2 separate regions of the Mus musculus genome follow, and region 2 is linked to region 1. Evidence: chromatin contacts called from public HiChIP or PLAC-seq data. All regions are on one chromosome and are shown on one strand. The core of a region is the stretch at or near the end of the contact, and the rest is flanking DNA. Distances in the headings are between cores, read along the strand shown. Region 1 holds the start of Tmem132c (transmembrane protein 132C). Region 2 has its middle 57 kb from the start of Gm33738.

The links. HiChIP or PLAC-seq counts read pairs in DNA pulled down with a chosen protein or histone mark.
Region 2: a contact with region 1 is called in an H3K27ac HiChIP or PLAC-seq map of SST interneurons, with 12 times the contacts expected there. The contact joins the enhancer-like site here to the promoter of Tmem132c in region 1. A contact is called at or near these places in 5 of 39 promoter capture datasets (the C10 cell line, hippocampal neurons, liver and 1 more), 11 of 484 Hi-C or Micro-C datasets (cerebellar granule neurons, cerebellum, cerebral cortex and 5 more) and 7 of 115 datasets of contacts at active chromatin or transcription factors (SST interneurons, craniofacial prominence, embryonic forebrain and 4 more).

Annotation. Positions count from the first base shown.
Region 1 is chr5:127,237,380-127,243,132 of GRCm38.p6, forward strand. Tmem132c (transmembrane protein 132C) reads left to right here and starts at 4,447. Exons shown (of 9, transcript NM_175432.3): 1 at 4,447-4,641. The coding sequence starts at 4,536.
Region 2 is chr5:128,497,337-128,503,487 of GRCm38.p6, forward strand. No RefSeq gene overlaps it. Among named protein-coding and RNA genes, the nearest start is that of Gm33738, 57 kb to the left of the region's middle. Within about 2 kb of position 1,920, at least 3 of the 459 cell types and tissues checked have an H3K27ac peak or open chromatin away from gene starts, as enhancers often do. A contact at or near this core is called in SST interneurons, where this site is marked.

The DNA of each region.
Region 1 (5,753 bases), core at 3,197-5,696:
TCTTTGTAAACTAATCTCGAGTGTACCGACCTGCTTCCTATAGTAAATGAACATCAGTCTCTCTTGAATCAAGGGGCGAGCAGAGTATTAGCTCTGTACATTTTATGGGATAAGGCAAGAAGAGAAGTGATGTATCCAACAGGCATATATGGGACATTGGGGAAGGGTAGAGAGAGGAATCTGGTGTGTTCACAGGTGGGAGCTATGTACACCTTACACCTCACTGGAGAAGCCAAGCCCACATTCCCATCAAGAGATAGTCAGCTATTTAGAGACCGAGTTAGCATGAGGGTCTGGGAGTCTGTCAGTAACACTGTCATAGAATAATCATGTTTTAATGTTGGAAAAAGAACTCTCTAAGTAGTGAAAGGAATTGCACAAAGACCCCCCACCTGTCTCAAATAAGTTCTCTAACAAGAGTCTTCTGGTTCACCCCGGGTGCTTGCAGAATTATCATCACCATCAGCAATGCTCACTAAATGAGCTAAAGACAAAGCATTTCCTTCTCAGATTCATCATCAGTAAAACGGACACTTAATCCATAGGTCCAGGCCTGATTCTTTTGGAGATAGTGGCCTGCCCTGCACACACAGCTTCTAGCAGGGCTGGGAATACAGAGCTGAGCAGGCTGGAGAAACGTCAGAGAGAAGAATCATCCAGTAAACAGGGAAATGAGCCAGGGGGCACCACTAAGTGCCCAGAGGGTGGTCCCTAAATAGTTGTGTCCTTACTGTGTGGTCCAAGGTAGGGCTTCTTCTGTCACTCAGGGAGGGAGGGAGGGAGGGAGGGAGGGAGGGAGGGAGAGGAGAGGGAGAAGGTCCTAGTTTTATGTTCCAGCCTCTGCATCCCTCCTCCTCAGCCTAGAGCTTGCTTCATGGAGACAAGTTATCAGACTTGGTATCAACTAAGTGGTGTTGTAACTCACAGCAGGGGACATCAAATGTTTAGAAAACTGATCTTACATTTCATTTGTGATGCTTGAGGTACATCCGTGTGGTGTATGTGTGGAGGTCAGAGGATACCTGGCCTGTGAGAGTCGGATCTATCCTTCTGCTGTGTTGTCCTGAGGCTTGAACTCAGGTCCTAGGGCTAGCCTTTCACTAGCAGAACCAACTCTCTGAATGGAAAGTTGATTTTCACAGCAATGGTGTAACCTTCTCTATGAGCCTGTTTCCTAATCGGCGGCCTGTGCTGCTAGAATTTCCCCCCAACTCCATACAGAGAAACCTCAGATACACGGATGCTCAAGACGCTCTCACAATAGCACAGATCTATCAATTGTTCCCTCCTCCCTTCTGCATCCCACTGTGAGTCAGTCCTCCCCAGACACATCCAGTCCTCCCCAGATAAATCCAGTGGTTCTCACCACACCCCCTGGCATCCTCGGCTGCCCCTGGGGCCACACTCTACCCAGGCCTGGCCTTGTTTCTCACTGTGGATTTTCCTAAAAGTCCTCTGCTTGCCTACCTCCATTCATCATCATGAAACCTGTCCCCTCCCCCACAACTGCACTTTCCCTGAAGGCTGTACTGAAAGTCAACAACTCCTAACAGACTGCCTTAGTCATCCTCCCTAGAGCTCCTGTCTACCACAGGAGAAAAGATCCGAGTTTAGGACCGTCATTGCTGTGACAAAATACTTGACCGAAGGAAGTTAAGAGAGAAAAAGGGTTATCCTGGCTCACAGTTTTAAGGAATACAGTTCATCGTGGTGGAGCCAGGGAGGCATGGCAGCAGGAGCGTGAGGCAGCTGGTAACATTGTATCCACAGTCAGGAAGCAGAGAGAGATGGATGCTGGTGCTCAGCTCACTATTTCCTTTTTATTCAGTCTGAGATACCACCCCACAGGATGGTATTGCCCACATTCAAGGTGGGTCTTCCCTCCACAGGTAAAGCAATTTAGAAACCCTCTCATAGACATACCAGAGGCTTGTTTCCATGAGAGTCTAAATTCCAACCAGCTGTCAATCAAGGATAACCATCAGGGGACCTTGGTCTAGTCTACTCTCAGAACCCTCTAAGAAACTGGCTGGTAACTGGAAACTGTTTGCTGAATGGCTGAATGACATGTGGAATTCTAAGGGTCATTGCGATGTGTCTGCGAACATGAGCCTAACATGTCTTTTATTTTTCTTCCTTCCTTGTTTTCTGTGTCAACCAATAAGCACCAAGAGTCAAGACCCTGTTTGTTTTGCAAGCTGACCACGGCTGCTTTTACGAGGCCAATCTATAGCCATTCTTGTCTTACCCTCAGTAACACTGGCTCATTTAATGTATAGCATAGCAATACAGAGACATACACCCTGCCTGGAAGCAGACAGCACAAGCTGCTCTAAGCCGCACCAACAAGCTCCATACCCCGTCCATTTAAGATTTCAGCATGAACAAAACAAATCTAAAAAGTGGCCTCTTCCACTTAGAAGCCCTGGGCACATGTGGAGGCCTCCTGCCAATAACTCTGCCCTCCTATAAATCATATTAATTGTCTCCATGTGCCCGCAGCCTATGGGGAGTTTCGCAATACCCTTTGAGGAGATTAGTGGTCTCTGGTGTCGCTTATGAGACTCAGGCGAGCATCTGGAAGCAATTTCAGTTAAAGAATTAATGATTTTGAGGTTCAATAATACAGGACTTTAAAAAAATAAATAAATACAGGAAACTTTGTTAGCCAGGGGGGAACCTGCGGGTTTCCCAAGATAAAGGGACCAAGGATCCTCTCTCCCATGTGTTTGTTGGATTTAAGTCACGTGGCAGATTAAAGGAAGTCTTAAAGCGGAGCTTGCAAAAGGAAAACTCTCTTTACTTAGGTCTCCTTCTGTTTGTTCTGGAGGCATCAGGAAGGGAGATGTATCTAAGGTTCAAGAGATTGGAGGACATGACAGTAGGTGCCCATATGGTGATTCAGGGTGTAGATGTGGAGGTGAGAACCCCTTGGGGTTTTAAATTCTTGTTCCTATTATTGAACGGGAGATAGTGGATGAAACAAACTCCATCCCTCAGTCTGAAATAACGGGCTGTTGCACATCTCCTTTGCTAAATATTTGAGTTTTTTTTAAAAAGTCATTCTCTAGAGACTTCCAGACTTAAAAAACAAAAAACAAACAAACAAATGATTAAGTCTGCCTTCCCCTCTTGGGGCTCATGTGACTTCGTTATTGCTTCCTAAGGATGTGTCTACCGTGGCTTAGTGAGCTGAACAGTAGGGCCTGCATCACCTAAATATAAAGTGGCTGCCTCCCTGGCCTGTGAGAGCCCAGTTGCGTTTTGGGTGCAAGCTAGTCTCCAAGGTCTGGGCTCCTTGGGCTGCTTCTGCCTTCTCCTGATCTGGGGGTTGGAAAGCTTGCTTCTTGCCCTGGTATTTCTTCTACAATCACTGTTTTTGAAAGCTTTTCCAAAGGATTGGTCAACAGGATTCTGTCAGCCCTGGTTGGGAGAGGGACCACTGAGCCTATGCAGCGTGAGGCTTAGAACAGGGTGGGGATCCCCAGGTTTGGAGAGCTAGTGGCAGATAGAGGCTCGCGCGTGCATCCTGAGAACCTTTCACTTGCAGACCCAAGAGGGTCTTTGTGCAGCACACTGCCCAGGCTCCTGGACCAGCAGATGAAACCCTAGGGCTGGTAAGCCTAAAGGGACATGGCTAGAACCTGGTGACCAGAAGGGAGTGCTGGGAAGTCAGGAGAAAATGGGTTCAGGGTGTGCAGAGAAACCGCTCTCACCGAGGCACATCTGAGGCATGTTTTTTTTTGGGGGGGGGGAGGGGGAGGTGGAGACATGGCGTCGCTGTTTTGTTTTAACCCTGCACAGTTGATTTTTTTTTTTTAAAGTACATTGGGTGAGAGACACAAAAGAGTCTCGCCTTTGCCACATGCCCCAGGCCGGTTTCTAAAGACAGTGGGGTTAGTCAGCGCGTTCCCAAGCGCAGTGCACGCGGAGCACACATCCGAACACATCCCACTGAATCCAATCTTTCGCTTAGATAGTTCCTCCACAGCTGCACGTGGCTTTGAAATCCAGTTGTCTCCAGCCCTCAGAAGAGGAGGACCTAATGTTGTAGATGGGGAACCGACGGCCCCGAGTGACCGTGAGGGGTGGGGGGAGCAAGTCGCAGGGAGCAAGGATCCAGCTCCATCCTGCGTGGTGAGCACCTGGGCAGAGCCGTCTTGCAGGACATGGTTGCGCGGAGGCAGGAGACTGCGAGGCGGCCGATCAGCAGCAGGAGGAGAGGGATTCGAGGTCTCTGAGTCTCTTCGTCCTCTCTCTGGGTCTCCCTCCCGAGGCCTGCGCTCCGGGAACCTCTCTGGCACACAAGCATCCTCCATCCATCCCTCTGGCCGCGAGCGGGGGCCGGAGGTGGGCGGATCCGGAGGGTGTAGTGGGCGGGCCCGAAGTGGGCGGTCCCGGGGGCGGGATCAGCAGGACCGCGGCTGCAACCCGAGAAAAGTTGTCCGGACCCGTTCAGGAGCAGCCGCCGGAGCCGGAGCGCTGCCGGGGGCGGCCCCGGGCATGGGGCAACCGGCGCGGTCCCGGGGCTGGCGATGGATGGCGTGACAGCGGCCACGATGCGCTCCGAGGGCGCGGCCCCGAGGCGGGCGGCGCGGTACGGGGCGCTGAGCCTGGTCCTAGCCACGCTACTGGGCCAAGGTAAGGCGGGCGCTGGCGGGGACCTCCAGGTCCCCTAGTAGGCTGCGGGAAAGCCGGGGCGAGGGTGGAGAGAGCGGCGCGAGATCCGGGTCCCATCTTAGAGCCTCCATCTACGGAAACAGCGGACACCAGCCTCAGCTTGGAGCATTAGAGTCAGTGCTAGGGATCCTCCGCGGCAGCCCACCTCGAAGCCCTACTGCCTCCCTCCAGGAGAGCGGGGGGGGGGGGGGGGCGTGGTTGCCGGACTCTGGGTCTGGGCTACACCTTGACTTCTACATTGGGCTACACACCCGGGACTCGGTGCAGCTGCGGGACGCGGGGAGGACCCTGGTTTCCCGCGGCCCCTTCCCCAGCTTTAGAGAAACCTGAGACTTTCCGCCCTACATTAGACCGAACGGTGGCATTGAAAGCATCGGACCGCTCTGGTTTCCAGCGACTCGCCGTTAGGCTCCCACTTCGGTCCTTTGCTCCGGGGGCCGTGGGAATCCGGACTCTGCAGGTTTCTGGAGACTTGTGCAAACCGGCTGACGCAGCCTGGCCAGAGCGCTCGCTGCTGCTTAAGGTCGCTAAGTCATATTATTACTCTTCTGTGAGCCCGGTCGGCGGCAGGCAGGACTGGAAGATCGGAGCCGCTGGCTTCAGGCATTTAGGGTCCGCGAGCTACGGGGTGCGGTCGCGGGGGCGCCCTGAAGGGGTTTTCGCGTGCGGTGGGTTAAGCCCGGATGTTCCCCGGAGTCCTGAGCCCTCCCGCAGCGAGGCGGGTTCAAGCTCAGCCTTTGACACGGACTGGACTGAGGATTCGCTCTAATCCGCCCCGCACAGATGTCGAGACCTCACTCCTGTCCGGGGTTCCAAGGATGGGCTGGAAATGTATCTGGGGAGACAAGTTGACAATTGGCGTTAAAAAGTAGAATTTGCTTTACAAAAGTCTCTACTCCACCATGTGAAACCAGGGGATGCCCCTTACTCGAGGAGCAATTCCCAGACAAACCTGCCATGTACGCTGTGCTTCCTTCCAGTGGGTCCTGTTTCCACAGAGCCCCGGGTAAACTGGGGTGGGGGGTGGGGGTGTTGGGAGTGGGCTTCCCCCCCCCCCCAAAGAGCAGAAATTC
Region 2 (6,151 bases), core at 670-3,169, 1.3 Mb after region 1:
GGTGTCACCAAAGGAAGCTCAATACATTCTACAAGGAAGAAGACACAGTTGAGCCAAATGCTACCAGGGTGTACGGTATGCAGGCTTAGATTTTTCAAAACATACTTTAACAAGGGCTTTTTAATGCTTTAACCTCCTGTCTAGCACACCACCCACCAGAAGTTGTGGAAGGGAAAGGTTAAAAGGAAGGATGTGGACCTGTTTAGAAACAGTTCTTTGGGGGGGGGGGGGGGGCAACTCCAATCTTTGTTGTCAGGATATTATCAGCAGTTCAGTTCACGCGAATCAGCAGCGATAGCTTGATCCACTTGCAAACACCATTCACAAATCAGCAACAAGCAGTTCAATCCAGAAGAAACCGCAAGGCTCTGCCAATCGGGCCCGAGTCTGCATAGAAGTGGCAAGAAGCCACCACACTTTCACAAGAAGTTCTTTGGTACGTTTCGCTCTACAGAGTCAGCAGAGAGTGGCAGCGTGAACCAATGCCTGAGTCGTCCATTTTGTTGGGTTATATTTATATCCTTTCCAAACACCACGTGTCCTCTCAAGCATCCACTGTAACATAACATCACATGCCCTATTTCCAGGCAGCTTCCAGGAAAACACCACATTCCCGTTCTCAGCAAAACATCCTCACCCACATGTCTGCTTCAGCTAAGCATCCCCTCATAAGGCAGTATCCAGAAAAATATCACACGACACAACTGAGACTCCAAAGAAACCAGAAGTTTCCACTTCAACGGTGTCTCGTTAGGTGGTGACTCTGCCTCAAAGGTTTCATGTCGCTGACCACACACGAGGACCTTTTCCTTAAATGAACCATGAAGGAACTGGCCTATGGCTGCTATGGAAATATCTGTGGAGATTGCACATTTCACTGTTCGAGACCAGTCCAGACCACCCTGAGATCCGGCTGCTAACACCCCTGATCTTTCCTGAAGATGGTGCTAACCAATTTATAGATCAATGCCATCTGGACCATAATCAGCATCCTTACTGGGGGCCACTCAGAAGTGGAAACCCCACAGTCCCAAGCAACATTTCTAGCGGTGCCAGATGCAGAAAGTGCACTCAGCATTCATGAACCCAACCCTGCAACCAACAGAGTCCCCTCTGCTCCACGTTCCCAAGCCCAGCATGAGAGTTTTGGAGATAGGGCTGCAAAGTTCCTTCTGAGAGCTGCTCAGCCCCAGTGATTACTAAGCCCTGGCTATGGATCACTCTACTGAGTTCTCCAGTGAGTACGGGGTCGTATGGTGCCCAGGAGTTACACCCCTACCCCCACACTTCCATTTCCATTCTCACCACCACCATCCCCATGCTGACACTGGCTGTCTCTGTATAATTACCAGGAATGTTCCTAGGTCCCTCAGTGGTGTTTGTGTTTCTTATTGTCATGACCATGAACAACTATAACTCCTGGGTACCCTGTGGGAATCATGCCCCTGAGCTGTCCTTGGTCCCAGACAGGAGCACAGAGCTGAGAAAGGATTTATCACTGGCCTGGAACTAGTCAAGTAGACTAGGTTGGGTGGCCAGAGAGTCCCAGGCATTCTCCTGGCTTTGAATGCCCAACAGTGGCATTATAAGTACATATTACTGTACCTGGTGTTCTTTTGATTTTTTTTTTTTTAAACTAAGATTCTAGGGAAATCAAACTCAGGTCCCTGTGTTTACAAGGTGTGCACGTTAAAAACTAGGTCATTCCCCAGCCCCGACATGGTTCTATCTTTTGAAAAACCTCCCTGGACGACAGCCAACAGAGGGTATTGGCTAGGAAGATCAGTGCAGGACTGGAGAGATGGCTCAGAGGCTAAGAACACTGGCTGCTCTTCCATAGAATCAACTCCCACACAGCTCACTGTGTATAATCTCCAGTTCCAATGGATCTGGCGCCTTCTCCTGGCCTCCGCTAGTACTGCATGCACATGGTGAGCACGCAGACAACTGTACACAGGAAAGTAGTAGTGGTGGTGGTGGTAGTAGTAGTAGTAGTAGCAGCAGCAGCAAGAACAATAATAATTAATAATTAACATGATGTGGGTGCTGTTGAACTCAGCCCATATTTTCTAGAGCAGTCAGACCAGGACCTGAAACTCAGTGCATGACCACACATACAATGTGTGGTCAATCAGGCACCCCATCCGGAATGGCACATACAAGGGAAACCTCGTCCTGTGCAACCCCTCATGCCTCACAGGGACCCCGGGACCCACTCTGCCTCAGAGGCCCACTGAAGAACAACACCCCCCCCCCCATACTCACTAGACTGTGAAGTCTGGCCACAGGACCCAACATCTGGCTGGGGGAGAAGCCCATGGAGCAGAGCCCCAGGCAGAGAGCTGCGGTATGAAACGCCGGCCCTCAGCTCCCTCCCCCTGTGCACAAGGTTCCCACAACTTGGCAGCACTTGCCATCCGCAGGCAGCCCAATCAGGGCCCTTTCTTAGGGAAGAATGCTTCGTTTTCTCCCTTGTGGTGAAGGGGAGAGTGTCTTCCGTAGCCTCCCTCACAACCAAGCACCTCATCAGAGTCTAACTTCCCGCATCTGCGTGTGATAAATAGGGCTTCGCAGAAAAGGGCTACGAAACAGTTATCTGCCTCTCCCTCCCACCCCCATCCCAAAAACTCAGAGCCAGCCAGCAACTCCCCAACCAAATGGAAGAGGGAGCAGGAAGCTGCTGTGTGGATCATGGGGATCTCGTGCTGGGACTGGATCCCACCAGGCTCTGTGGAAGGGAGCAAATGTGATGGGGGTGGCGTGTGGAGGGGAAGTGGGGAGAGAGAGAGCTGATGTTTGGCCTTAGGCACCATTAGAAAAGACTAGAATACCTCTGTAGGTATCTCTCCACTCCACAGCAGCCAAGGCTACACTCCGTGAACCTCCACCCCGACCCCTATCCACTCCATCCCCACCCCCGGCGGGAGGGGGAAATGTTACATCATTGCTCTAATTTTTCTTTTCTCCTGTTGCTGAGATAAAACGCCCAGACAAAAGTGAAAGATCTGTTTTAGCCCCTATGGTCGGCCATAGCAGGAAATCAAAGCACCTGGCGTTTGAAGCACCCGCAGACACCCGGCACCCACAGACAGGAAGCAGAGAGGAATGGACGCTCCTGTTCAGCTGGCTTCCTCCTCCTCCTCCAGTCCAAACATCTCCTACCCACAGAATAATCCCACCCACCATAGTTACTGTGGTTCTTTCTAGACAATATCATACTGAGTGGTGCAACTAACCCAGAGCACGAACTCTCTTCTCTGTAGATCCTAGCTCCAAATTTTTAGATGAACTCTCTCGCCTTTCATCTGAGACGTTACTTTCTGCAGCAGATGGAGACCATCCCAGAAATGTACAACTGGTCAAAATATTGGGGGGGGGGGCAAGTGATGAAAGTTGGAGATGCCCAACCCTGACTGATACATCTACAACACAATCCCTACACCTAAGACTAAGAAAGAATCAAGGGGGGCTGGTGAGATGGCTCAGTGGGTAAGAGCACCCGACTGCTCTTCCGAAGGTCCAGAGTTCAAATCTCAGCAACCACATGGTGGCTCACAACCATCTGTAACAAGATCTGACTCCCTCTTCTGGTGTGTCTGAAGACAGCTACGGTGTACTTACATATAATAATAAATAAATCTTTAAAAAAAAAGAAAGAAAGAAAGAAAGAAAGAAAGAAAGAAAGAAAGAACGAACCAAGGAAGGGGTGCGGAAATACCGTAAGGGCTAAAGGATCCGAATATCTGCTGTAATATAATGCCTCTTAGATATGAAGAAGCTGCGCCCATGGGGTCCCAACAACACAGTCGCCTAAATAAAGCCTACGCAATGGTGCCACGAAGAGGGCATGCCAGTGTGAGTGGACCCAACTCCTGGATGAAGAACTAGGCAATCCATAGCTGCTGAGAGAGGAAGAGTCCATTCTCTCCAGGGACAAGCTTCCTGATAGACTCTCCATTCCCGAGTGGTCAATCCTAAACTCATGTACATGTAGGCAAACAACACTGAATGGACTCAGCAGATTATATTCATACACTCAAGCGTTTACAAAGAAGCAAAGATGGTTCATTCCACACCAATTGACCTTCCGTAGATCATCCTGACAAGATGCCCCTAGGACCACTTTCTTCCCAGGTGATTCTCTGTATCATCAAGTTGACGGCTGCCATCAACCATCACTCTTATGAAAGAGGAAACAGTGTGCTTTCTTGCTTAGTGTGTCTGATCTTTTACCCCAACAACACTTAAAGAATATCAAACAAGACATGTCATTTGATGGTCTCATTTCAAACCTCCTCCAGCTGGCTAGAGTGGTTTTGTTGAAAGCAAACATGACCTTGGACTCAAAGCTCAGGGTCTTCAAGCACCAGAGTTACAAAAGGGAACATAGTAACTCTGCATGCCTCAGGGTTTCCATGGAGACAGATAAGACTCCTCTGGATATGGGTATACCGAGAGGGAGAGACAGGACCTGATGCTCAGAGGACAAACAGATGTAGGTAAATCGCTACTAGATTGTAGGTAGACAGGCACAGCTGATTAACAGATTATAGAATGATAGCTTGATATAGACAGGTAGATAATTGATATGTTCATGAGAATGTTATGAAGTGAAGTTCTCTTTGAAAAGTCATATTTATGTTGAAGATACCATATGGCTTGACTGGATACCAGAATTGCATTGATTGTGGAGAGTTTTAAATGTTGCAGATCCAGGGCCAAATTATGTTGGGTTTGTCCACCTACACATCTGGCTGGCCGAGTCCATTTTAATTGTCAACTTAACACAGCCTAGAGTCATTAAAGCCTGGATTGAAGAATTGTCCAAATCAGATTGGCCTGTGGACATAGCTGTAGGGAATTCCCTTGGTTACTAATTGATGCCGGAAGACTCAGCCCACTGTGGGTGGCACCATCCCTAGGCAGGTAGCCTGGACTCTGTGAGCAAGCTAGCTGAGCACGAGCTACTGAGTGACTGAGTCAGCAAGCAGCATTCCTCCATGCTTTTGCCTTCCAGGTTCCTGCCCTAACTTCCGGCAGTGACGAACTGTGACCTGGAAGCACAAGCCAAATATATCCTCTCTTCCTCTGAATTAATTGCTTTTGGTCAGAGTAACTTATCACAATAGCAGAAAGAAAACTAGGACACTGACCTAGCATCCTTTGACTGTCATGTGAAACCCTTGGGATGTGCTAACAGATGGCTCACTTCCTCCACTCAAAATGCAATGATGTCTTCAAAGAATGTCTGAGACTTACAACAGATTTCCCCACTTGACTGTAACCCACCTATCTGGTTATTCAATCACTGTATTTGAAAAATGGCATAATTTATGGCTTCCTTTTGTTCTATAACTATATAAAAAAATTCCACCTTGGAACAAATTATTTGGGGTTGAATCTGTGTTCCTGGATCATGGTCACTTAAATTTGGCTTGAGAGTAAACTATCCCTGGCCAGGCAGTGGTAGTGCACACCTTAAATCTCAGCACCTGGGAGGCAGAGGCGGGTGGATCTCTGAGTTCAAGTTCAGCCTGGTCTACAGAGTGATTTCCAGGACAGTGAAGGCTTTACAGAGAAAGCCTGTCTCAAAAGGGGGAAGGGAGAGGGTCAGAGGAAGGAAGGAAGGAAGGAAGGAAGGAAGGAAGGAAGGAAGGAAGGAAGGAAGGAAGGAAAGGAAGGAAGGAAGGAAGGAAGGAAGGAAGAAGAAAGAAAGAGAAAGGAAGAAAGGAAGGAAGGAAGGAAGAAAGAAAGAAAGAAAGAAAGAAAGAAAGAAAGAAAGAAAGAAAGAAAGAAAGAGAGAGAGAGAGAGAACCATCACTGAGATGAGAACTCATTTATGTTGATAATGGATAGACAAATGGATGGACAGTTAGATAAGAATGACTGATATGTAGAAGACAGAGAGGAGATGGGGTAGATAACAGATGGATAGACAGAAGATAGATAGATAGATAGATAGATAGATAGATAGATAGATAGACAGACACTCCCTAGATGGATGGATGGATGGATGGATGGATGGATAAAGAGCTATATAGACAGACACTCCTATGATAGATAGATAGATAGATAGATAGATAGATAGATAGATAGATAGATGATAGATAGATTGACTCCCTAGATAGATGAATGGATGGATGGATAGATA